2 separate regions of the Cricetulus griseus genome follow, and region 2 is linked to region 1. The links are chromatin contacts, called in public Hi-C maps. All regions are on one chromosome and are shown on one strand. The core of a region is the stretch at or near the end of the contact, and the rest is flanking DNA. Distances in the headings are between cores, read along the strand shown.

Region 1 (6,069 bases), core at 2,211-4,710:
TAATTGATTTTAATGTAGCCGATACTCATGATCCTGTTGAAGTTATTAAAGCAGAGTCTTAGCTGGACATAGTAAAGAATCAGAAGTTCAAAGGCATCCTTAGTTATATAGCAAGTTCAAGGCCAGCCTCAGCTACAGGAGATCCTGTCTCAAAAACAAACAACAGACAAGCATATATATGGATGACAGCAGTCTTAGTGCTTTTTGTGACTTTTGCCATCAATTCCCATTTCTAAAACTGAAAACTGGAACTTCAATCTCTGTATAGGTTATATTTATTTCAAGGCTCATTTATTTTAATGACAGCTATAGCAAAGTGAGTGACTGTTGATGGAACATGATTCATGGAGCCAATATCATTTTTCTATGCAACTAGTAGAAAGAAATAGATGTTAAGACTAGAAATTAACTTGGACTTCCAATATATGGTGTCATTACCCTAAAATAACGCAAATTATTCCCAAAATTAGAATAGGAAAGCTGGGCGTGGTGGTGCATACTTTTAATCTCATCGCTCAGGGAGGCAGGAACAGCAGTATCGAGAATAGCCTGGTATCCAGAGTGAGTTCCAGTACAGCCAGGGCTGTTACGATGAGAAGCCCTGCCTGGAAAAACAAAATAAAACAAACAAAAGAATAAGGAAAAGAAAAGAAACAGGTTATAAATAGTGTCTGTAATGTACAGAATGCTTCCAAAACTCCTTAAACCTTAAATCTCTTTCAGTTGTCAAAATTGTTTCATAATATAACTGATATTTTCTGATGTTTTATACCATGATGATAAAGCAGGCTGTCCTCTGCTGTTCTCCTAAAGAGGAACCGTCAGATTCCTTGTGTACATTCCCAGAAGTAATATAATATTATGCTTAATGGGCTTTTGGTGGTGTTTTAAGCAGAGAGATATGCACTTTTTTCTTCACCTTTTACATTCATTTCGTGAGTTCATCACCACAGCAACCCTATGTCATAATTAAAGTATAGATATTAAATAACTGGCCACACAGCTAATAAGGATTTTTGAACTTGGGTGGGTTTACTCCCCGAGTCAGGCTTCCCCTCCTATCAATTTGTTCCTTTAATTCTTACTAAGCAGTCCTAGAGTAGAGTTGTGAAGAATTTTAGCATAAAAGTGACTAGAAGAAACTCCCTTACTGCTATAGAACAAGACAAACAACAAAACCAAGACACTTTCCCTCAGGGTGATTTCACTACAGATATCACTTACTTGTTCCAAATGACACATCAATTAACTTGAACTCAGATGACACGCCTCCCAGATAACTCTCTCCCCCTCATTACTGTAAATCACAGATAAAACTGTGATTTACACTTACAACCTGTTTGTAAGAGGAGGGGGCCACATAGCAAACATGTTTCTGTGGAGGAATTTTTTAAGTTAGTGTGGTTGTCTCATAGAACATTTGAGAGAAATGAAGTGTTTGGAGGATCCCATAAAAGCATCCGTATGCCATTAGTTGCTTGTGTATAACCTACTCCATTTAGTCTTTGCAAGAATGTATGAGGTCATTATTACCTGGTAGATGGGAAAACTGAGAGTTAAGAAGTCTCTCTAATTTTCCTATGACTGCAGAGAGCAAAGAATACACACCCAGTTTTTTTGGCATTCAGAATCCACACCTATCACTTCAGAGTACTGAAAGATTGCCCTGTTGAATGTGGGACAGGTTGAGATTTGCCATCTTGGATGCAAAGCAGCAGACTGTGGTCTTGGCAAAGGTACCATCTGCTCCTGATCAGTGCAGGGAAGTGGATGCAGAAGACAGTTGGGGGGGGGGTTGAGATGTCTCATTTGATGTCTGGGTTGATGTGTTATTTATCAGGGATATAGTTTGCTGGGAAAAGTGACTGTAAAAGAAAGCAATGAGCTGAATTTGGGATGCATTAAGTTTGAAGTGACATTTCAACATACTGAAAAAGCCAGCTAGAAGGCAATGAAGTCTCAGGAATGAAGTCTGGACTGGACTTAAGAGGACTCAGCGTGTAGATGGGGCGGGAGAGTCTATTAGTGGGTAAGATTGCTCTGGTTGCCAAGATAAGAAGAGCCAGGGACTAAGAGAGTTCTGTGAAATGCCAAAGGGCTAGGGCTTGGAGCAAGAGTGTTGTAAATCAGGTTGTAGAGCAAGTAATCAAGGAGATAGGACATTTAGGACAATCTAGAGTTTCTGAGCACAAAACAGAAAAAAAAATCCTTTCAAACAGAAAACAATGCTTTTGTAATGACAATTCAAAATGATGTGTTGAAAGAGATTACTTGAGAAAAAGTATAGTAGGTCAACTGGAAAAGTAAAAAAAGACAAAATGTTTTATTAGTGGAATTTATAGATGATGTTCTCAAATCACAAACAAACCTAATTTTTACCATAAACAATTTCTCCTCAGACCAAGCTAATTTCTTCCTGTAGCCCAAACAATAAATTCCTACAAAAAGGCAAAACCTTCGAGTAGCTCATTAGGTATGTATCACATTATCATTTGAGATGAGTTACTTGCATGGTTCAAGCACAGTGGATGACACAGAGGGATGCAGCCAGAAGGAGAGACCATGGGTCCTAAGCAAAGACAGGGTAAGAGGGGGCTCACTTAAAAGAAGAAACAATATTAGCAGCCAGACCATAGGAAAGCTAAAGGGTTTAGATGTGACATATACTTCAACAGGAGCACTCTAGAAACTCTCCTGAGAATGAAGTAGGGGAACAAGGAAGAAGCAAGTGCTGGAAGGCCAGTTTGGAAACTTCTGAGTCCAACATTAAAATGAGAGTAGCTTGGCTTGGGCTGTTAGTGGCATATATGGAGAGTAAACAATTCAGACACAGGATAGATTTTAAAGCCAGATTCCATAGAAAGAATATTGGAAGTGAATGAACTGTACATACACACAGTTTTCCTCACTCCCCAGAGTCATTTTTTTTTAATCCTAAGTAAAATTTAGCTGCCTGGGGCTGGAATGGGTGTGTGGATGGACTCAAACCAGCAAGTAGAAATTAAAAAAATGTATGATGAGGACCAAATGGTAGCAGGAAAAAAGGCAAAGATAGGAGCAAAGGCTTTAGTCATGTCTGTGAGTAGACAAGCCAGTAAGAAACTCTACCCATTGCCAAGAAGGACTGACTCCTGGAGAGAGTGAACTTTGACCTGATAGCCCTGCACTCTTCTTCAGTAGATAGATCCCTTTAAAATTAACAATTTCCCCAAACTTGCTGTGTTAGTTGTACTTCAAATACTCATTGATGAAGGAAACACAGAATGATGGCTTTGTTGCTAATCATATGAGTAAATAAGTTGAAGTTAAGAAAATTACTTTGGATACATTTTTTTTGTCATCCCAGCTATTCACAGTGTTTGGTACATATGTAGACAGACACTTCCCTTGAAGCCTTGGAGACGCGTGTACTTCACACAGTTGGGAAAATCTGCTGCTCTGTTTGTTTTCTGTGTAGCCCGGGCACTTGTGCCCTTGCTCCTCCTCTCAGGCGGCTCCTGGTGTCTCACATGTCCTTCAGGGCAGGGTACAATTCTTTCCACAAAGATGTCTCAATCCCCGTTAGACTTCACATCCTCCTTTGGGTCTCAGTTGCCATTTGTTTTTGTACTTTGTACTCAGGTTCTGTTTAAACAGTGATTCATTTTACATCTTGTATTTCTGGACAGCCAAATACCTTATATATGTGTCCTATCCATGTATCTGTAGGTATGTCTTATCTCTTCTGTTACCTAATGTTATTTTAGCATGGGGTTATGTCTCATTTATCTATTTCCCAGGAGTGAACAGTTCGGTACTGTGTGGCTTAAAAATATTTCAGAAACTGGACATATCAAGCTGTGCTTAAGGAAATAGATTTGGGATTAGCAGGCAAAATAAATAAGAAGAAAGAGTTTTGGCTTAAAACTCTTTAAAAAAAAAAGGAAAGACTTTGTAATATTTTGAGATTTCAAAAGAGGAATAAGCTACTATTTAAATAGTGAGTTCAGGATAGCTATAAACAGTCAAGTAATTTTTATCTCAACTAACATCTAAGCACCAAGCAATGTAACAAGTGTGTGACATGCAGTATCATGTACAGTCTTGAGAAAAAAGGCATTTAGCAATCCTGATTTTTCTTACTGTGGCCAGTCACCATTCATGATCACACAGTTTATGTATAAGAATGCATAGATTAGAATTGAACCTTGTATGCTGATGACTAAATCAAGGCATTTAAGACAATTGCTTCACTGTGTAGAAGGGACTCCCACATTAGTTGGATCAGTTTCTGAGGTGACAATGGGTTATAGAGTCCTAGGGAAATGCACAAGATCTAGGTTGTGATCTTTGTGCTTCCTGTGGTTTAGTGGATCTTTCTGATGGAGAGTCAGGAGCTGGTAACTTGAATAAGAGTGAGACAGTCTATAGTGAGACATCTGAGAAAATGCAATTCAGTTTATCCATATCTACCAATATTTATTTCAAAATAATTAACAGGTCTAAGGTTAGAGATACAAAGTTCTTTTGTTGTAGTTTGAGACAGGTCTCATGCAGTTCAAGCTGACCTCAAGCCACTAGATAGCTGAAGATGGCTTTGAATTCTTGGTACTCCTGTCTCTACCTCCCAAGTGCTGGGATTAGTGCCACGTGTCACCATCTCTGACGGAGTTTTATTCCTAATGAGACTAGCATCCAGTGGCATTTGGGGAGCTCAGCAGATCGCTCTTAGTGTGCAGAGAACTTTCTAACTCTCTGAGAATAAGGCAAAAGTCACCCACTCTGCCATTAAGGCTACTATGATCCTCAGCAGGGGCAAAAAACAAACAAACAAAAAAACCAAAAAACTAAGAATTTAATTATCTCCCTCTTTCCTTCATACTTTTTAAATCTGTACATATTCTACACAATTTCTGGGTTAGAAGAATGGATGGAGAAAATGTGGTGCATTTACACAATAGAGTACTACTTAGAGGGAGAACAAAACAAACAAACAATGGAATCTTGAAATTCGCAGGCAAATAGATGGAACTAGAAGAAACCATCCTGAGTGAGGTAACCCGGTCACAAAAAGACAAAAATGGTATGTACTCACTCAAATATGGATTTTAGATCTAGAGCAAAGAAGTAGCAGTCTACAATCTATACAGCCAGAGAAGCTAGGAAACAAGGAGGACCCTAAGAGAGACATACATGGTCCCCCGGAGAAAGGGAAAGGGACAAGATGTCCTAAGCTAATGGGGAGCATGGCAGGAGGGGAGAGGGAGTTAGAAGAATGAGAAGGGGACCAGAGGAGGGGAGAGGAGGACATGAGGGAACAGGAAGATCTAGTCAGGGGAAGAATAGAGGAGAGCAAGAAAAGAGATACCATCATAGAGGGATCCATTGTAGGTTTAAAGGAAATTCTGGCACCAGGGAAATGTCCAGAGATCTATAAGGTTGACCCCAAGTAACAATCTAAGCAATAGTTGAGAGACTACCTCAAATGCCCTTCCCCCGATAATAAGATTGATGACTACCTTACATGCCATCCTAGAGCCTTCATCTAGTAACTGATGGAAGCAGACACAGACACCCACAGCTAAATACTGAGCTGAACTCTGGAATCCAGTTGCAGAGAGGGAGGAGTGATGGGCAAAGGGGTCAAGACCAGGCTGGAGAAACCCACAGAAACAGCTGACCAGAACAAGGGGTTGCTCATGGACCCCAGACTGATAGCTGGGAAACAAGTATAGGACTGTTCCAGACCCCCTGAAGGAGGAGGTCAGTTTGGAGGTCTGGACAATCTATGGGGCCACTGGTAGTGGATCAGTATTTACCCCTAGTACACAAGTGAACTTTGGGAGCCCTCTCCACATAGAGGGATACTCTCTCAGCCTAGACACACTGGGGAGGGTCTAGGACCTGCTCCAAATGATATGACAGACTTTGAAGATCCTCCATGGAAGGTCTCACCCTCCCTGGGGAGCACAAAGGGGTTGGGATAGGGGACTGGTGGGGGAGGGGGGCAGAGGAGGAGGGAAGGGAGAGGGAACTGGGATTGACATGTAAAAGAAGCTTGTTTCTAATTTAAATAAATAAAATAAAAAA
Region 2 (6,069 bases), core at 1,587-4,086, 280 kb before region 1:
ACTCAGAGATTCTGAGTGTGTGTGTGTGAAGCCAGGTGTGAAGGCACGTATCTGCAATCCTAACATTCCTATGGCAAGCTAGGAAGCTTGTAGTCCTGCAAGCCTGGTGTACCCAGTGCTGAATGGAAAAGAGACCACATTTCAAGCAAGATGAAAGGTGACACCCAACACCAGAGGTGTCCTCACGCATGCCAGGGAATGTGCTCACCTGTGACATACATACATGTCAAACACACACCATACACAAAATAATTTTAGAAAGATACTGATATACTATATACGGTTTTCATTATTTTTGTGGTTACTTCCCAGTGAAATCTTTGATAAGCCACAGGGAAATGTGAGCAATTAGATAAAAATAAAATCACTCAAAGTTTTCTCAAGTCAACATCAGACCTCCCATCTGCCACCCAATCCAAGGTGACACCTAAGTACTTCTGAACATGTTACTAAATGTTCAGGGTTCCCACTCCCACAGGAGTGGTTTTAAGCAAGTGATGACTGTCTGTATCTCTGGGGTAGGAAACTTGAGCCATGATGATCCTGTGCTGCTGTATTATAGACCACAAGTTGGTATAGAAGAGATAGTAAGTTGGGAGGGTGTGTAGTGGAAGTGGGGGAACCTTTTTACTCCCAGCATTATCACTCCCAGGATCAAATGCCTGTTTAGGATATCAGTATCCCTCTTTATTGCCCAGCTAAATTTCACCTCTAACTTGTGCCCATTCCATCTGACCAGGAAAGTGATTACTGTTCACTCCTGTTACCTGTCCATATGCTTGTTTCTCTGTTTCCACATTAGAAGTAGAACTTATTATTGCTATTTCATGCAAATTATTGCTGTTTAATTTTTAGAAATGATAACATTTCTACTCAATTAAAAAATTTAGTTGATATCCTGAGTCTTGAAATAGGTTAACCAACCTGGAAACCAATGGCCAAGGGAGTCATATTTCAAGTGTGGTGATATGGTGCTGGTGACCACACTAGTTCCACTGTGTGTGCATTGAAAGCCTTTACTGATGTATTTGAGAATGCAATCACCTGGCCCAAGATCAATGGGTTCCTCTGTCCCAGGGATCTGAGTGTAGTTTGATAGCACTGCGTTCCCCTCTAATGCTCTGAAAAGACGAGTGTATGGCAGCCCGAGCCACACCCTTCCACCGCCAAGATTAATGTGTAGCAGATGATGTTCAAATGAATGTCTCAGTGAAAGCTCACGACGTCTACGTGCTTGGCTTGTGAGCCAAGTGTGTTCAGATCATAGTTTGTCAAAGAAACATATTCCTCCACTGTGCTTACTCTCTGCTGTGTTTGGCTATAAGATGCCCAGACTCACTGGTAATGAAGATGAAAGTGGGTTATGTGGAAGTGGAGAGCAGACATGGGTTCTGCTGATTTTCTTTGACTTTTGTGGTCATTTCCTCTTCCTTACCTCAAAACTTCTGCATAAAGAGAAACATCATAACTCACACCATGCACGATTGGCTCCTATGTAATGTGTGAAAACAAAACCCCAAACAAAAAACCAGTAGCTCTCCTCTAACATCTTCTGCCTTTTCTTCTAACTTCAGCATTATTTTTATCATCTGTTCTTTATTTTGCTTCTCCAGAAAGCTGGGAAACTTTCTGGGCAGCTTTGGAGTTTAAAGCTTTTAAAGATCTTGGAAATACATTTGCATCAGAGAACAAGACTTAAAACTGAGAGATCGGGAGGGGGGTGGAGAGAGGGCTCAGTGGTTAAGAGCATTGGTTATTCTTCCTGAGGACCTGGGTTTAGTTCTCAGTGCCTACATTGTAGTTCATAATTTGCCTATGGTTGCTCCATTCCAGAGGCTCTTGTTGCCCTCTTCTGGCTTCTATGGGTACTGCACATGGTGTCCTAACACAGGTAGGTGAAATTATATATATATTAATTATATAAATTAATACACACACATATATTATATATATATATATATATATATATATATATATATATATAAAATCTTTAAAGAAAAAAACAACATGGACAGAAAAAAGTTCATGAGACCTCACCCTACACAAAGAACGACAAGTCACTATGGAATGCTGAGAGCAGGAGAAAGTCTTTCCCAGGGAAAACACAAATTGATTATCCAATACCAAATGGTCAACCCTGAGATATATACATATAAGTAGTATTATGCAGACTGAGCAGATTGTATTTATGTATTTAGAAATATAGATAAGTAGCAACAATGGAAAAAAAGAACACCTATGAATCTGAAAGAGAATGAGAGGGGGGCTACATGGGAGGATTAATATCTGACTTATGATCCCCCCCCTTGAACTTTAATTTGTTTTATCTAGAATTTATCTTTTCACAACAAAGCATGCACTGCTTTATAACTATAGCATTTGGTTGGAAATATGAGGAAATACAAAAGATAAAATGTTTAAAATAGAAGATTCAAGAAGCGAAACAATTTTTCTTCATTCTTGATGAATTGTTTTGACCAGTTTTTTTTTTTTTTTTTTTTTTTTTTTTTTTTTGAGTGGGGTAAGGGATCCTGAAGGTCACAGTGGTCACAGGGATGGCTTTCAATAACACCACAATGCTCCCTTCCCTTCCTGCTGGCTCCACCCTTTTGATTTGGTTAGCAAGTTCCCATACCTGGCAGTATGCACCTAGAGGCCCTGTCTGGTTTGGCCCCCTCTCCACCCCCACAGCTCACCGTGTTCCCTGTTAGCCTCTTGTCCTTCATGGGTCCTCATGTCTCCCTTTCCCTGCTGAGGCTCTTATTCCTGACTTTCTCATCAGGTGAACATGTCTGGATAGGTTTTTCTCTCAGTGTCCCAACAGTCACCATTCTCTTACGACATGTGACATAGGCAATCTGCATTAGCCTCCTTTCTCTGACTCACATTCTCACCTCCCATCAGCTTGGCCCAGCCCCTCCCAAAGATCTTTGGAATTTACCACTCCCCTCCCCCACTGCCCCTCTCACTTCCTGTCTGACAATGCCTTAACTTCTTATAGAACTGTTCTTCAAATGGGATCCTTCCCCATAGGACTGTCATCAAGATATTCCTGTGATAAATGAATCATATATTCCTGTGATAAATGCTTAAAGCATTTCATTGGCATTCCAACCCTCAGGATAAAAGTAACCCAACTCCTTCCTCCCCCCTTTTTATTGACCTTATGGCTTTACTCATGCTAGGCAAGCACTTTAGCACTGAACTGTATTCCAAGCCCTCAAAGACAAGTGAGGCTTTCTTTCACTAATTTGGAACACATCTATAGTCACACATGATATCCCTCTTTCCTTATGTCCATACCTGCCTCATTCTGGTCTTCACATGGGTTGCCTGACATCTGTATTTAAGCTCAGCTCATATTTCACCCACATACTCAAGACTCTTTTTCCCCCATTAGAGTACTTGCTACATCACATGGTAATATCTTTGTCTTGGTTTCATTAGACATTGTCATTGGTATGGTTCTTCATTTGTCTGTGTCTTAAGAATAGTAGTCATTGGACTTTATGAGTTACCTCCCTATGAGTTATTGTTCAGAGAGGCCCAAGAACAGTACAGGCTATTACCATGGCTCTTGGCTGCCCACCTCAACTAGATGGTAAGATCCTATTGCTGAAGACACCACTCTTGTTTCAGGACCCAGAGATATAAAAATTAAACTGTCCAGGAAACTCTCCCTGTTGGTCAGCTTTCACACTTCTGAAAGGTGCTTGCTAGGTAGGCTGCTGAGAAGAAAATATATCAATGATCTCATGGAGTGCTGGCCCCTACATGTTTTAATACCAATCCTCCAGGCAAGACATGCTCATTGGTGTAATAGTAATAAAAGATTGTCTGTGGGGGTAACCAACCATTCCCTTGATAGGTCTTGAGGCCTACTCCTCTGAAGGGAATTCATGACTGTACTATAATCATGGTCAAAAGCCATGACTAAAGAAGTAATACACCTAGTATTGATGTGTTTTTTTCTAAATGGTCATGTTATGCTATGGCCATCTAAATATTTATGTTATAGTCATAGCTATGTGCTGCTCCCAATCTTGGCCAGAGAATAGACTTATTGCAGTTGGGCAGTGGTTAATGCCAAGATGTGTTACTGTGCAAAGTGGTGAGAATAAGCTACTGTGAATGCTCAACCACAGACGGAGCATCAATATAAACCCTCCTCTAAGGCTCAGGGAATGAAGGGACTAGCTACCCATTTTGGCAGCCATAACAGGCTTGCCTGACCTTGCCTTGGTCACTAGGAGGTCAGATGCCTGCCTTGTGTGTGACCAGGAACCAATCAGAAGTTAGCTGGTGGTGCTATGCTTTACGGCTCTGGATGTGCTTTACAGACAAGTGCACAGCAATGACATGCAGAGCATAGCAATCACCCTGGGAGGGCCTATGGGCCATAACAACCAGTTGACCAATCAACACAGGGCAAGCCTGGAGGCACACCAATCCTGAGCCTGTGCATACCCCTAGACACTTCCCTTATGCTGCCCTATAAGATCTTTATGCAGTGGCTTCTTGCTGTTTTTCCTAGCCATCAACCATGGTGGATGGATGAAAGTCCCGTGCTAACATGGAGTTAGCTCGTTAAACAACTGCAATGAAGCCTTGTGCTGTTTGCATCAAGTTTCCGCCTCCACCTGGTGATTGGGGTCGTTGCAGTTCTGGACGAAGATCCTGGGGGCCTGAGCCTCCGGGGGTCTTTCAGGACCATCATAGGAGAGGGGACAGAAAGATCCAGAGAGAGGGAAGAGTGATGTGAAATGATGCCCTTGAAATTGCAGTAGCTGTGATTATCTACATAGGACCTGCATGATATCCAACCAGTTAAAATTCCAGCAGGTAGAAGGAGGAGTTCATGAAGCCCCATGCCCCAGTTGAGAAGCTATTGGCAGTTAGTTGACCGTTGTTGCATAAGGAAGAATCCTCTTTCTTTAGAAATACAGCCACTGGCCTCTGGAGGTGGACTGGCGTTTTGTCCTGGTGGGTGGGAGGGACTTCGAGAGCCCATCCCACTTGAAGGGATTCGCTCTGTCTCTGAACACATGGGGAGGGGCCTAGGCCCAGCACAGGAAGATTTGGTGGACTTGGTGGAGCCCTGGTTGGGGGCCCTACCCTGCCTGGGGAGTGGCGGGTGGATGGGGTGGGGGGTAGGTTGGAGGTGGGGGAGAAGGAATGGGGGGGGGAGGGAGAGGGAGAGGGAAAGTACATGTGAAAATATTAATAATTTAATAAAAAAAAAGAATAATGAAAAAAAAAAAAGAAATACAGCCACTGGTATATTCCCCATGCTCCAATTGATGACACAACACCAATGTGCATTTGGACAGCACTAATTGGACTCTGTGGCTTAAATTAATACATTAATTAATTATAAAATGAACATGTGAAGTTGAGAAGGAAATGTGCTGGAATGTCCTGGGGAAAACTGAGGGTGGAATGAGGGGTGGATATGATCAAAATAATTGTACATATCTATAAAAATTTCAAATAATAACAAATGTGTGTTTAAAGCATTAGCAAAAATGTATGCTAATGACACATAATCAAAGCAAGTTTTTAATATTTATTAGATCTTGATTTGAAATAAAACAGGGATTAAACAAGGATTATAAAATAATTTGGACCCAGATGAAGAGATTTCAAGATAAGCAATCAAATAATATAAAATTGTTATGCTTTAAAGTTTTGATAATAACTTTTAAGAGATACATACTGAAAAAAAAACACTAAGAAACTAGTTATTGTTTCACATAATTTATATACTCAAGTGGCTCAGGAAAGAATTTATATAAGCATGTATGATGTGTCAAATGTTAAAAATTTGAATACATTTAAACCATGAGGGTTTTTGTGTAGTATTGTTTAAGCTTTTCTGTAGAATTGAACTTAAAAAAAAATCTGAACAACAATAACATCGAAAAAGGAAATGTAGACTGCAGTGTTTTCACTTTCAGACAGACGTCTGTCCGTCTGTGAAGAGTCTACTCCCATAGTGGTCTGAAGAGCTAGTGTGGCTTACTGTAACTCAAATTAAAGTCATCTGCCTGACTTCAGCCGGCAATTGCT

Evidence for each region. A called contact is a pair of places that touch in the nucleus more often than the background predicts.
Region 2: a contact with region 1 is called in a Hi-C map of fibroblasts, with 6 times the contacts expected there. The contact joins the promoter of Fyb1 here to the enhancer-like site in region 1. A contact is called at or near these places in 3 of 8 Hi-C or Micro-C datasets (the CHO-K1 cell line, fibroblasts and liver).

The regions. Positions count from the first base shown.
Region 1 is chr2:340,028,857-340,034,925 of CriGri-PICRH-1.0, reverse strand. No RefSeq gene overlaps it. Among named protein-coding and RNA genes, the nearest start is that of Dab2, 130 kb to the left of the region's middle. Within about 2 kb of position 3,460, at least 2 of the 6 cell types and tissues checked have open chromatin away from gene starts, as enhancers often do.
Region 2 is chr2:340,306,526-340,312,594 of CriGri-PICRH-1.0, reverse strand. Fyb1 (FYN-binding protein 1) reads right to left here and starts at 2,836. Exons shown (of 19, transcript XM_035440592.1): 1 at 2,697-2,836. The coding sequence starts at 2,726.